2 separate regions of the Mus musculus genome follow, and region 1 is linked to region 2. The links are chromatin contacts, called in public Hi-C maps. All regions are on one chromosome and are shown on one strand. The core of a region is the stretch at or near the end of the contact, and the rest is flanking DNA. Distances in the headings are between cores, read along the strand shown. Region 1 overlaps Serinc5 (serine incorporator 5). Region 2 has its middle 16 kb from the start of Serinc5.

Region 1 (6,456 bases), core at 2,155-4,654, 64 kb before region 2:
GTCTAAGAGCTCAGGCTTATACCCAATCAGATTGACTATGGGAGGTTCAGATTATGATCAGTCTTGGAAGTTGGGACAGTCTTGTGAGATGGTATCAAACCTGGGTAGTGTCAAATTTGAACTAAATTATAAGAGATCCAGTTGATATCATATACAAATCTACTACTTTACAAACATTGACCCTTTACAAACATTTTGGCTGGTGGCCTTCCCAGGCTACAAGGTGACTGTTCTATTGATCATCAGACCACGGGACATGAGAAGAGTCTGGTGCATGGCAGAGCTTGTTAGAACTAGTCAGATGCTGTCTCAAATGATGAGCACTAATAGCTTGGGAGACGGCCAGAAATAAACAGGAAAGGGACTTTCTCAGAAGTACACAGTCATTACACTTAAGAGCAAACAAAGGTTTCTGGGATCAGCTAAGAGCAAAAGCAACAGCTAAAACCTAGAAAAAATATTCCATTAAAGAAGAAGAACATGAAAAACAAGAACCTGGACCCAGCAATACAAATGTCCAACGAACACCTAGGGACACGCTGGGAGTTCTACTAAGTACTCCTTACACAAGTAAGGCTATCCTTGAAGAAGGGCATCAGTAAGCTCTTATGCAGGCACTGTTTATTTCTCAGTCTAGTGCCCCTTACAGCAGTCTTTCTAGGCTATTGAGTGCAGTATAGGCTCAGGGCAGAGACTCTTGATGTACCACTAGAGTATATACGTCTTTCACTTGGGGAAACTAGGTCACTGGGTCACATGGCCATGTGTACTGCACATGCATGTGGGTGGAGGCCAGGGGTCTGCACTGGATGCCGCTCCTGACACTTTTCCACTTTGTTTTTCAAGACAGAGTCTTCCTCTGAATGTGGACCTCATCCACTCACCCAGATGAGCTGGCCAGGAAGCCCATGGCGACTGGAACTACAGGGGTAGGCTGCCACACCCAGTTTTTTATGTGGGTCCCAGAAATCATATCAATTTCTCTTGCTTGTACAGCACATACTGAACCAATTCAACATTCTCTCTGCCCCCATTATTTGGGAAAACTAGATCTTCGATAAAACATAAGGCAGCAGGCTAGTAAGTGGATAGCAGCTCAGGAGAGAAATCAGCCTTTGTGGACTGTGAGTTAGACTCTGCCACCTAGAAATTAAGACTCGGTATCCCCACTTATAAAGTAACAGTGGGAACAGACGCTACATGTCCCTTATACGTTGCTGTGGTCGTTTGGAAGCCCCCTCAGCTGCAGCTGGTGTAAAGGAGATTTTACACAACAGAGCCTCTCTGAAAGGAATTGCCATAAACTGCAAACTACATCTGAATCTGTGAGTGCCAACACTGTTTTATATTGAACCTAAGCCCTAATAGTTCAATTTCTTGAAAATGATCTGGAAGTTTGGGAACTTTGCAAAGCTTCCAAACAAGCACGAGTTACAAGACTATATTATAAACATCATGTACAGTGAGACTAGGTAGCAGGGTGTGTTGAAAATACAGCAAATTATAACAATGTCATAGATCTCCGAAGTCTGGTCATATCACAAGCTTCCTTCCTTACTTCATGAAAGCACTGGTGTTGGAGTCTCTGCCCTTCAGGATGGCAACATGGCTTCAAATTCCTGCTAACGTCTTCTTAGCATCTAGCACTCAACTTTTCAAGCCATCTTACTCAAAAGGCTAAACAGGCCACCGCTTTTAACAAATTCTCCGTAGGCTGAGCCAACAGACAGAGCGTGCAAAGAGCGGTGCTACACGTGGTCTTTACCAGCATAGCTGCTGTTCCCTTTACATACAGACATCCTGTTGGCTGGTGTTTTGTTTTGGCCTCAAGCTCCTCCTCCCAAAGGCTGGGAATGCAGACATGCACCACCATAACGTTCTAGGATTGAACCCAAGGCCTTGTACAGGCAAAGCACTACCAACTCCATACCCTCAGGCCTCTTGGTCCCCACTGACATCTCTGATTTTATTGACTCTTTCCATATGTGTACAGATCTTCCTCTTTTTTAATTCTCTCTTCCCTCCACCCCACCCCCAAAACTAGCTTGATTCCCTGGCTCTCTCTCCTCTTTCCTAGCTTTTCTTTAAGCCACGTTGTCTCAGATAACCATATTCGCTGCATACCAAGTTCAGATGTGACAAAATACCCTATTAGGAAAGAAAATTCCTTTAGAAGCAGTTCACTAAAGTTTGAATCTTAAGTACTGCTCAAATGTGGCAAAAGACTGGCCCGGCCACATCCAACCTAAGACAGTGGTCGCTAACCTTCCTAACGCTGTGACCCCTTAACACACTTCCTCATGCTGTGGTGACCCCCCAACCACAAAATTATTTTTGTTGCTACTTCATAACTTTAATTTTGTCACTGCTATGAACCATAACCTGCTGTGTTTTCTGATGGTCTCAGGTAACCCCTATGAAAGGGTCACTTGGCCCATAAAGGGGGTCATGACCCAAATGTTGAAGATGTCTGACCTAAGTGCAAAGCTAGAGCAAGATCAGGTCACAGAAAGGCCTGGGAGGCCCTGGCTCTTCTGTCAGATGCTCCCCTCATGCTGTGCTGCCTGTCACTGGCCCAAAGCACAGGAATAGCCAATCACTTTCAAAACCCAGGCAGGATGTCTCATCCCTTTACAGGCCAACATCTCAGGCATTCAGAATGAGCTAGAAAGCTTCTAGCTAAGGATGGAACTGTACCACGGCAGAGTCGATGGTTAGGCTTACTATCTCCACAGATGGGAAAAGGAATGCATACAGATATTTAAATTTGTCTAAATGGTCACAGAAAGGATACGATTATGGAGAACACTAAAACGAAGCAGGTGGTTTAATTCATGTTTAAGTCATGTATCAATGTATGCACCGAGTTTGTCAAGCAGCACTATTTACTTGCAGTGCTTTGGTCCAGTGTAGAGAATCTACCTAGCATGTGCAGTGCCACAGGTCTAAAAACAGTACTGCCAAAACCCAGACATATGTACATTTATATGCGTGTACATATTGTATAAAGATTATAAAAATATTGCAATTCAACAATAGCCTTTCTCTACTATATCAAGAGTCACCCTTCAAAGCAAACTATACCAATAAACAAGGGAAGGCATGCATTGCCTTAAGCTAAATGCTGACAAATGTACTATGTGGACACTGCCAACAGAGTCTATAAAAGGAACGCTAGCATTCCAAGAAATTCTTACTCCACCTGCACTGACTGGCCACACTGTAGGGAGAACACAACTTAGGATATAATAGATTCATCCAGCCCCTGCCTCCAGAGTGTTATTACCCTGGCAGAACCTCCTCCAGTTCTTCACCTTAGAAAATTCCTGCTGGACAAACTCCAGGCTGTCACAAGCTTGGAGAGAAAAGCCACTGTCCTATTCCTGGCTCTACAGGGCATAAGCCTTTTGCCAAACAAGTCAGGCTTATAAAACAAACACAGGGTTTAGAGCACCAAGACTGAGCTGTAACGTAAACTAGGGACTTTGGGAAACCAAGGGGACATACAGACTCATGAGGTATAAACTGGTCTCTGTGCTGAGGGATGCTGTCCAAGAGAGAGCATGGTGACATGGCAAGACACTGATGTCATTAGGAAAGCTGATCCTGGGAGGACGCTGATCATCACATTAGATAATGATGACCGCAGGAGGAGGCTGGTCACCATGGGAGAAAGCCAGTCATCACTGGGGAGGGTACACTTCTGTGGGAACAGAGCATATGGAAAAAGTTTCTGTTTTTCTATTCAGTTTTGCTATGAGCTCAAAATTACTCTTTTAAAAAGCCTTTTGTTTAAGATAAAAATTAAAAATGAACAAAGCGGCGCTGTCCACCCTTGCCTCAGTAAATAGATGTTCAGTGAGTAATGTATGATGAAGTCATGTGGGTGGAAAACCCTCAAACAAAAGCACAAGCAACCCCAGGCCCTGGGCCACCATCACAAGCCACACGCTGAACTCAATCTCCTACCAGCGTCGTATCACCAAGAATTAAGGGGTATAATTTTCACTTTACTTTTTTCAATTTTATTTTTGAGAACATAATTACATCATTTCACACTTCGCTGTCCTCCCTCCAAACCTTCCCATATATGCCTCCTTACTCTTTCAAATTCATGGCTTCTGTTTTCATTACTGTTTTTACATGCATATAAGCATACACATATATAGTCCTAAAGATGAATAGGTGCCCTGCTCTTACTGTAAAGTGTTATTTGTGTGTGTGTTTTCAGGGCTGACCACTGGTATTAGATAACCAATGGTGTGCTCTTCCCCGGGGAACACTTTTCCTGCTTTGACATTCCTTAGTTGCCTGTAGCTCTTTGTATACCTTATAGGGTTGAGGCTTCATGAACTCCCCTCCATATAATTTTTATACTCTTCAGAGGGCATTACTTACAATTCTTCCAAGTTCATCCTGGCAGAATCACACCTATGAGCATCCCAAGACTTAGTTACAAACATCGAGAAAGCCTACAATCCATTTGCATTAGGCCTAATGTTAAAGTAATCGTGGGCTTTCTACACAATAGGATACTGTTTTGAAATGAGAAGGTTAATATTACTGAGCCTGTGTCTCCTTCAAAATTCACATGTTGAAGTACTAGTCTCTGGTACCCAAAAGTGTGACTTTATTTGGTCTTTAGAGGGTAGGGTTTTGAACAGGATCATTGGAACAGCCCTGAACACAGGGGCTTGTCAGAGTCACAGGGACTGCCATGTAAGAAGACTCTACAGGGGTCATTTAGAAGACAACTTGCCAAAATCTTACTCTGGGGCTTTTCACCTCTGGAAATGAGGCATTAGAGTTTTGTTTAAGCCATATGGGTGGTGATCTTGAATGTGGCAGCCCAGGGTAATGTGCTGACACAGGCTATCTATGCAGAGGTTTATACAGCCACATGCGAAGATACAAAACTACTAACATCAACTACCAGGAGACTGGACCTAGATATGGGGAGGGAACAGAAACATCTACTTAACACTCAAGTTTTTAGTGTGTGTGTGTTTCCTTTTTTTGCTTTATTTTGGGGGACAGGATCTTACGAATTCCTGGTTGGCCTCAAGCTCACTGTGTATCTGACAGATCTTGTACTCCTGACTCTTCTCCCAAGGGCAAGTTGGTGCCATACATGGCAAGTGGTCAGGTTTCTTTTCTTTTTAAAGAATAATACAGCACCCTGAGCTTCATGAGATCCAGTCAAAGGAAGGAGGGAAGGGGAAAAGGAAGGGGAAGGGGAAGAGAAAGGGGAAGAAAAGGGAGGAGGGAATGAAAATGAAGTGTTTAGAAAAGCAATGAGGTTCGAAGCTGTTTCTGTCAACAGATTTGCAAACGTGTATAGACATATGTCACTCTCTTCCCTTCTGAAGAACCTTCCTCTCCCCAATCACAACAGCGTCTCTGTCACTCCTGCCCCTTCTCACTGCCCCCCCTTCTCACTGCCCCCCCTTCTCACTGCCTCTCCTTCTCACTGCCTCTCCTTCTCACTGCCCCCCTTCTCACTGCCCCCCCTTCTCACTGCCTCTCCTTCTCACTGCCCCCCTTCTCACTGCCTCTCCTTCTCACTGCCCCCCTTCTCACTGCCTCTCCTTCTCACTGCCCCCCTTCTCACTGCCCCCCCTTCTCACTGCCCCCCTTCTCACTGCCCCCCCTTCTCACTGGCCCTCCTTCTCACTGCCCCCCTTCTCACTGCCCCCCTTCTCACTGCCTCTCCTTCTCACTGCCCCCCTCTCACTGCCCCCTTCTCACTGCCTCTCCTTCTCACTGCCTCTCCTTCTCACTGCCCCCCCTTCTCACTGCCCCCCCTTCTCACTGCCCCCCCTTCTCACTGCCCCCCTTCTCACTGCCTCTCCTTCTCACTGCCTCTCCTTCTCAGTGCCCCTTCTCACTGCCCTCTCCTTCTCACTGCCCCCCCTTCTCACTGCCCCTTCCTTCTCAATGCCCCCCTTCTCACTGCCCCTTCCTTCTCAATGCCCCCCTTCTCACTGCCCCCCCTTCTCACTGCCTCTCCTTCTCACTGCCTCTCCTTCTCACTGCCCCTTCTCACTGCCCTCTCCTTCTCATTGCCCCCTCCTTGTCACTGCCCCTCCCTTCTCACTGCGCCCCCTTCTCACTATCCCTTCCTTCTCACTGCCCCCCTTCTCACTGCCCCCCTTCTCGCTGCCTCTCCTTCTCACTGCCCTCTCCTTCTCACTGCCCCTTCCTTCTCTCTGCCCCTTCCTTCTCACTGCCCCTTCCTTCTCTCTGCCCCTTCCTTCTCTCTGCCCCTTCCTTCTCTCTGCCCCTTCCTTCTCTCTGCCCCTTCCTTCTCTCTGCCCCTTCCTTCTCTCTGCCCCTTCCTTCTCTCTGCCCCTTCCTTCTCTCTGCCCCTTCCTTCTCACTGCCCCTTCCTTCTCAATGCCCCCCTTCTCACTGCCCCTTCCTTCTCAATGCCCCCCTTCTCACTGCCCCCCTTCT
Region 2 (6,032 bases), core at 3,273-5,772:
TCTAGACACCCAACCTTCCAGTTCTTTTCTCAGAAGTACTTCTCCCTATCTGTCTCCACACATTTAAATAATATCCTTATGCCATTTTCCAACCTGTCTACATCAGCTGTACTTACTGTATGGTATCTTGATGTTCCATGTTGGGGTAAATGAGAACTCTCCATACAGGGAGCACCCCAACCTACCTGCTCTCTTGCCAGTCTAGGCAGATCGTAGTTTTCACCAGGTTGACGGCCAACCCTTGGCTAGTAAAAAGTACTCACTATACAGCCAGATAGTGGGTGAAGAAGATGTGATTTCTTCCTTGTTGACTTTTTCTAACAAGCTTCTTTTTCAATCCTCTCCCTTTTGGACTTTCTTGCAGTCTCTCCTTTCAATGTATCCTAGCCACACAGCAAGACCAGGGTGTGCTTCACCCCGTTAGGTATCTGGTGTTGAGGAAGTTGTAATGCCAGAATCATAGTGCCTACAAGCCGTAGGTGCAAGAGTAAGAGCCTTTGCCAGACAGACTAGACATAGGAAAGACTTTTCAAAGAATAGACAGAAATTCTTAAGCAGAGCCCCAGACTGAGAGAAAACAGGAGTTTTAGAGCAGTAAGGGGAGTTATTTGGTTTTCTCTCTTGCACCATTTGTTTGGGATTTGAACAGATAAGCGGTTGCCTCAAATCCTGGTGAGGTTATCCATTTCAGACAAGGCACTGTCCTATTATCCTCAGCTATCACCTGAGACAGCCTAGAGTCAGCCACATGACGAGTTCACCTGAGGGACTTCCCAGATCTTACTGACCTGTGGCCCATGACCATACCTATAAGATATTATCTTGTATGATGTCTGACCTGTCACAGCAACAGGAAAGGAAGCTAGGACAGACACCATGGGTCCTTAGTAATTAGGCTTTAAATGTTTGAATAAGTATCACAAGTGACTGGTGACAGGCGTCTGGTGGTCAGGGGCTTGTGTTAGAGCTAGACGTGTGTTATTAGCCATGTTGTCTCTATGCACCTCAATTACCTTCTGTCTAGAACTGGAGGGATTAGGAAATTCACACACAATAAAACCCTTACAACGGTACCTATCCTGGAATAAATGTTTGGCACTGCATTAAGTTGCATGGCTTTTCTTGCACCCAGCCTTCATCTTTCTTGATTTGTACATCTAATGTTATTATTTTCAATTTTTATTTTTATTTGTGTGTGTGTGTGTGTGTGTGTGTGTCTTCATACCCATGCATGTGTGCATGCTTCCATATGCCTTGGTGCGCACGTGGAGGTCAGAGGACAACTTTGAGAAATTTGATCTCACCTTTTTGAAGCAGAGCCTCTCTTATAGTTTCCACGCTACACTGCTTATTCCAGGTTGCCTGGGCTTCGAGCTCCAGCGGCATTTCTGTCTCTGCCTTCTGTTTCCCTGCATGAATGCTGAGGTGACAGAAGAACGCTACACTGTCTTCTGGGTCCTGGTCTGCTTGTCTTAGTTCCTAAATGATCAACCATGTCAGTTCAATTTTCCCCAATGGCCCTCTCTTTCGCCCAGGGCCCTGCACACTCTCCTTATGTGGGTCCCTTCTGGCTTCTGTGGCACAGGCCCCACCCTGACCACAAAGGACACAGAGTCCTGAGTCCTTTTTGTAGGTTCTTGATCTGGTTGATAAACAAATCTAAAAACAGACTGGGAAGGGAACATGTGGACAGTTTAATTGGAATTTGAAGGGAAAAGAAAAACAGACAGGACAGGTAAGCTGCTGAGAGGAGGGCGTAGGGCAAACTGGTAACAGGTCTAGGGGTTTAGCTGGTATGAAGGAAAGGAAGAAGTAAACAGCCACGAGAAAAACACTAGGCCTTCTGAGGTACAGCTCAGACAGTGGGGAGGCTTAGTGGAGACTGGCAAGGAGCTGCCTAGGAATGTCTCCTACCTCCTACCTCCTGCCAAGGACACTGAGTGGTCTAGTCAGAGCAGTGCTGGAGAGCTCACCCTGGTGGTACAGATAAGGGAAAGTCGACCAGCCCAGCTCTCACCAAGGCCCACATTCAGGTGCTTTCAATTGGCCCACTCCAAAATCTACATCATCTGTGAACTGTTGGGGGACTTGAAGGGGCCGGACCCACTAACCCAGGGCTTCAGGATGTCCAAGACCCAGGGCAACAACAGGATAACAGGGAAAAGTCCTGGGGAGGATCCAATATTGATGGTGTCACAGGAGCCAGAGACCTTGAACCGACCCAATGACTCATTGCAATAAACATTTGCAAGTGAAGATGTGTGGACAGAGGGGTGCACTGTGGGACACACTGTGACACGGTAAAGCTTCCATAATGAAATATTTTCTATGCTTTATTTTGTTTGTATGTTGTTTTTTTTTTTTCATTTTGGGGGATAAGGAGTTGGGGGCTGCAAGGGCAAAGGGCAGATACGATGGATGGGACTGGGGTGCATGATATGAAACTTGCAAAGAATCAATAAAGGTATTTTTTGTTTTGTTGCGTTGTGTTTTTTTGTCTAGAAAACAAAGGGTGGTACCTTGGCCTGTCTTCTGCATCTCTGGGTCACAGGAACTACTTCCAAGTCCAGAGGTGCTCCCTGCAGCCTCCTGATTATGTTGGACAGGAAGACTAACTCCTCTTACTGTGCCTTGCTTTTTATATACGAAGGTAGAAAAAAAAAATGGAATGTAACTCCACTAGTTCCTATGGCAAGAATTTTCATTTTCCTCTTGAAATTTTCAAGTTCAAATAATGAGCACAAGTAGGTTACCAAGGCATTGTGATGGTTATGTTATAAACAGGTTATAGCTAATTTTGACGACAGCCTGGTTAGGACTTAGAGCAGGTGATGTCAGTAAGGTAAGCGAAATTCCTTTGTACAATCGCAACAGTTCCATATGTTCAGAGCGCTGATGGCTCTGAGGCCCTAAAATGGCACTTTAAACTCTGCCTTGTGTTGTAGAGAGTCTCCCTTTAATCACATCACATTGTTAATTTGCTTGGCAAGTCCCCTGAGTGTAGACAGTACAAAGGGAAAGACTCAGGCAGTACTCCAGGGAACTCAGATGCCACATTAATGAAAGGGGAGGGAGCCGCTCAGCAGGCTTTTCAGCTCCATCCAGCCCCCCACCCCCCCACCAGGGAACATATTAATTTCAATTATTTAGTCCGTTCAGGTTAGAGTTAGGTCTGTTTCTGCTGCCAGCCATAAGGAGACGTCACTGAGATAGATGTACAAGGTGCGCTCTGGGTTTTAGTTTGTCTACACTCAGGTGTTTACAAATCCTTTAGAAGGGGATCCAATTAGCCTGACTCATTTTGTTTCTGTCCTTTTCTGAGTTGTTCTTACCCTCTGTTTATCATAAAGTCCAGAATCACACAGCTGTAATAGACAGACATCCTGTGAGTCAAAGGCAGACTGCCCCTGAGCAGCAATTTCCTTGACATTTACAAGGCTGTGAGAAAAGTCCTCAGATAATAGCCAGCCCGACTGTGTGACCTGACCTCGACCATTTGCAATCAAACTGCCCTGACTCTGCCTTTGTTCTGGTCCTGTGTGATCTAAGGCTGCTTTTGGCACCCCAAAGGGGCCTGGCACTTAGCTATGTCTTCCTGACAGCAAGGGGAATAAAGGTTTTTGGGGTTTTTTTTCCCTGTGATTCTTTGGGGATGAGTGGCTAAATCTCATCTGCTAGGATCCCCTGGCATCCCCAGAGTGACACATCTACCCTGGAATACAGTAGCATGTTGAATACACCTTTGCATCTTAAATTATGTAAGAAGTTTTCAAGCAGTGTATTGGAGAGTTGCCAGGCCTCAAATCCAAAGTCTTACAGATGCTAAGCACACTAACATTTATGCTACCTACTTACTACTGAGTATCTTCAGCTTCACTAAGATAAATATTGGGGGCTAAGGATGCAGTTCAATTGACGAAGTGCTCATTTAGCATGCATGAAGCCCTGGGTTTGATGTCCAGCCTGGTTAACATGAAATATATTTGTGTGACTTAGGGAAATAATAGTGCAGTTACTATACACGTTTACTATGAAATCTCAAAAAGCATTTCTAAAAGATGGTTCATTTCTGTTCTTCTACATACCAGGGAAATTTATTCTGCTTTGATTTTAAAATTCAATCCACAAAATATTCACTCTCCTGATTTCAAGTAAACACAGCTTATAGTTGAGGTTGTCAGAGTAAGGGAGACAAAGGCAATTTATACCTCCCTCCTGCCAAGAGCACAGCCTGTGGGCTGTAAGACTCTCAGCAGTTAGGATGTCCACACAAGATTTGTCTATCAAACATGCTCGGTTTATTCACAACAACATTCCTTATAGGAGCTGCTAACATAAAAGTTAAACAAGCAGGAGATGAATGGTTGTTTGGGCAGAAATGCTGCTGCAGGGTCCACTGGGGAATCCGGGGGAGGATGCTATCTATGGAAGCTTGCAGGCTCGGCCCACATCCTCTGTGAGGTTCTTCAGCTGTTGCTGGCAGGAAGATAGCGCGGATGGTGGTCTGGGAGGTCCTAAAGAGCACAGGCCAATAACTATCGCTGACAGACAGCCCTGTGTGGCCTCAGCAAGAGAGGTCACTGAAGCCAGGGCCACGCCCAGTCTCAAGTCCTCTTGGTGATGCTTATGAACACGAGCCAGAGGCGAGGTGTCTAAGGATCGTGACAGTGAGGTCCTACAGAATATTCCCATCGTTCCAATTTTTGTATCATTTCTTTGGTAGCCTTGCCACTCTTAGGGCTCACAGCCTGGCGGAGCCTGTTCACCAGCTCATCAACAGCCTGTTGGGGTTATCTCATTAGCATATCAGGGCCAGACCTGGGCTGAGCTCAGGTCTGAGCTGCTGGGTGGTCTGCCAGGGGCTTGCTTTTGGGGCCTAACTCTTATCAGAGCTGCCCAGTGACAAACTTATATCTTATATGCGTTACATTATTCCAAGTACACAAAATGACGTTTGAGTCATTCAAAATGGTCTTTAAATTATGTTTCTTACACTCCCTCTCTCCCAACCTCAACGTTCCTCACTAATGTACTTTAATTTCCTAAAAGCAGTACTAGAGGTCTGGGTCTATTTCTTTAATAATGGGCTTTTTTTTTCTTTTTTCTTTTTTTTTTCTTTTTCTTTTTTTTTTTTTTTTTTTTTACCTTGGCCTATCTTTTCAGATTACATTTCAACAAAGGCCCCCTGGTGTCTCTTTGAGTCATTATATTCACAGCATCTTTGAAGTATGAGGTCTTTGGAAGTGATTGGCTGGATCCGAACCACAGCCAGTTAGCTGCCTTCATGAAATCAATAGAAGGCTTTCTTTTGAGGATGTCTTTGTGAGAGACAAAAGGCAGAATTTCCTTCCTGGAAGGAAGGCAGTTCCATGAATTCTGTCTGTTTATTCGTAGTCAGGTTTCAGTTACTTAAGAACAGTTTAGGTCCATTTCTTCATATCTTCTTCTTCTTCTTCTTCTTCTTCTTCTTCTTCTTCTTCTTCTTCTTCTTGGTTTTTTGTTTTTTGTTTTTTTGTTTTTTGTTTTTTTGTTTTTTTTTTTTTTTTTTGAGATAAGGTTTCCCCATGTAGCCCTAGCCATCCTGGAACTCACTCTGTAGACCAGGCTGGCCTTAAACTCAAGATCCTCCTGCCTCTGCCTCCTGAGTGCTGCTCTAAGGGTATGTGCCACCACTACTGGCTTAGGTCCATTTTTTAGAAATGCTTTTAAAATAGATTCAGCTGGAGATTTTGTTTGTTTATAGACAGGGTCTCGTGTAGCTTGATGCTTATATAGCAAAGGACGACTTTGAACCCCTAGCCTATACATCCAATACCATGCCTAACCCAGAGTACTTATTTTAAATTGCTAAAGAAACAGATGATTTGGCTAGGGGGTGTGATTTACTTCATAGAGTGCATGCTTATATGCAAGATGTCCTAGGTTCAGTTCCCAGCATCGAACAAAACCTGGTATGGTGGTACATGTGTCTGGAATCCCACCAGGAGGAAGGTGGAGACAAGAAGATAATGAGTTCAAAGTCATGTTCAGCT

Evidence for each region. Hi-C and Micro-C count contacts between places; a contact is called where the count stands out from the background.
Region 1: a contact with region 2 is called in a Hi-C map of cortical neurons, with 1.9 times the contacts expected there. The contact joins two enhancer-like sites. A contact is called at or near these places in 1 of 15 datasets of contacts at CTCF or cohesin (large pre-B cells), 19 of 484 Hi-C or Micro-C datasets (CD4 T cells, the G1E-ER4 cell line, LSK cells and 13 more), 2 of 115 datasets of contacts at active chromatin or transcription factors (the NIH/3T3 cell line and double positive thymocytes) and 2 of 9 other capture datasets (adipose tissue and liver).

The regions. Positions count from the first base shown.
Region 1 is chr13:92,654,134-92,660,589 of GRCm38.p6, reverse strand. All of the region lies in intron 1 of Serinc5 (serine incorporator 5), which reads right to left. Among named protein-coding and RNA genes, the nearest start is that of Serinc5, 46 kb to the right of the region's middle. Within about 2 kb of position 3,404, at least 53 of the 459 cell types and tissues checked have an H3K27ac peak or open chromatin away from gene starts, as enhancers often do. A contact at or near this core is called in cortical neurons and granulosa cells, where this site is marked.
Region 2 is chr13:92,591,656-92,597,687 of GRCm38.p6, reverse strand. No RefSeq gene overlaps it. Among named protein-coding and RNA genes, the nearest start is that of Serinc5, 16 kb to the left of the region's middle. Within about 2 kb of position 4,522, at least 80 of the 459 cell types and tissues checked have an H3K27ac peak or open chromatin away from gene starts, as enhancers often do. A contact at or near this core is called in cortical neurons and granulosa cells, where this site is marked.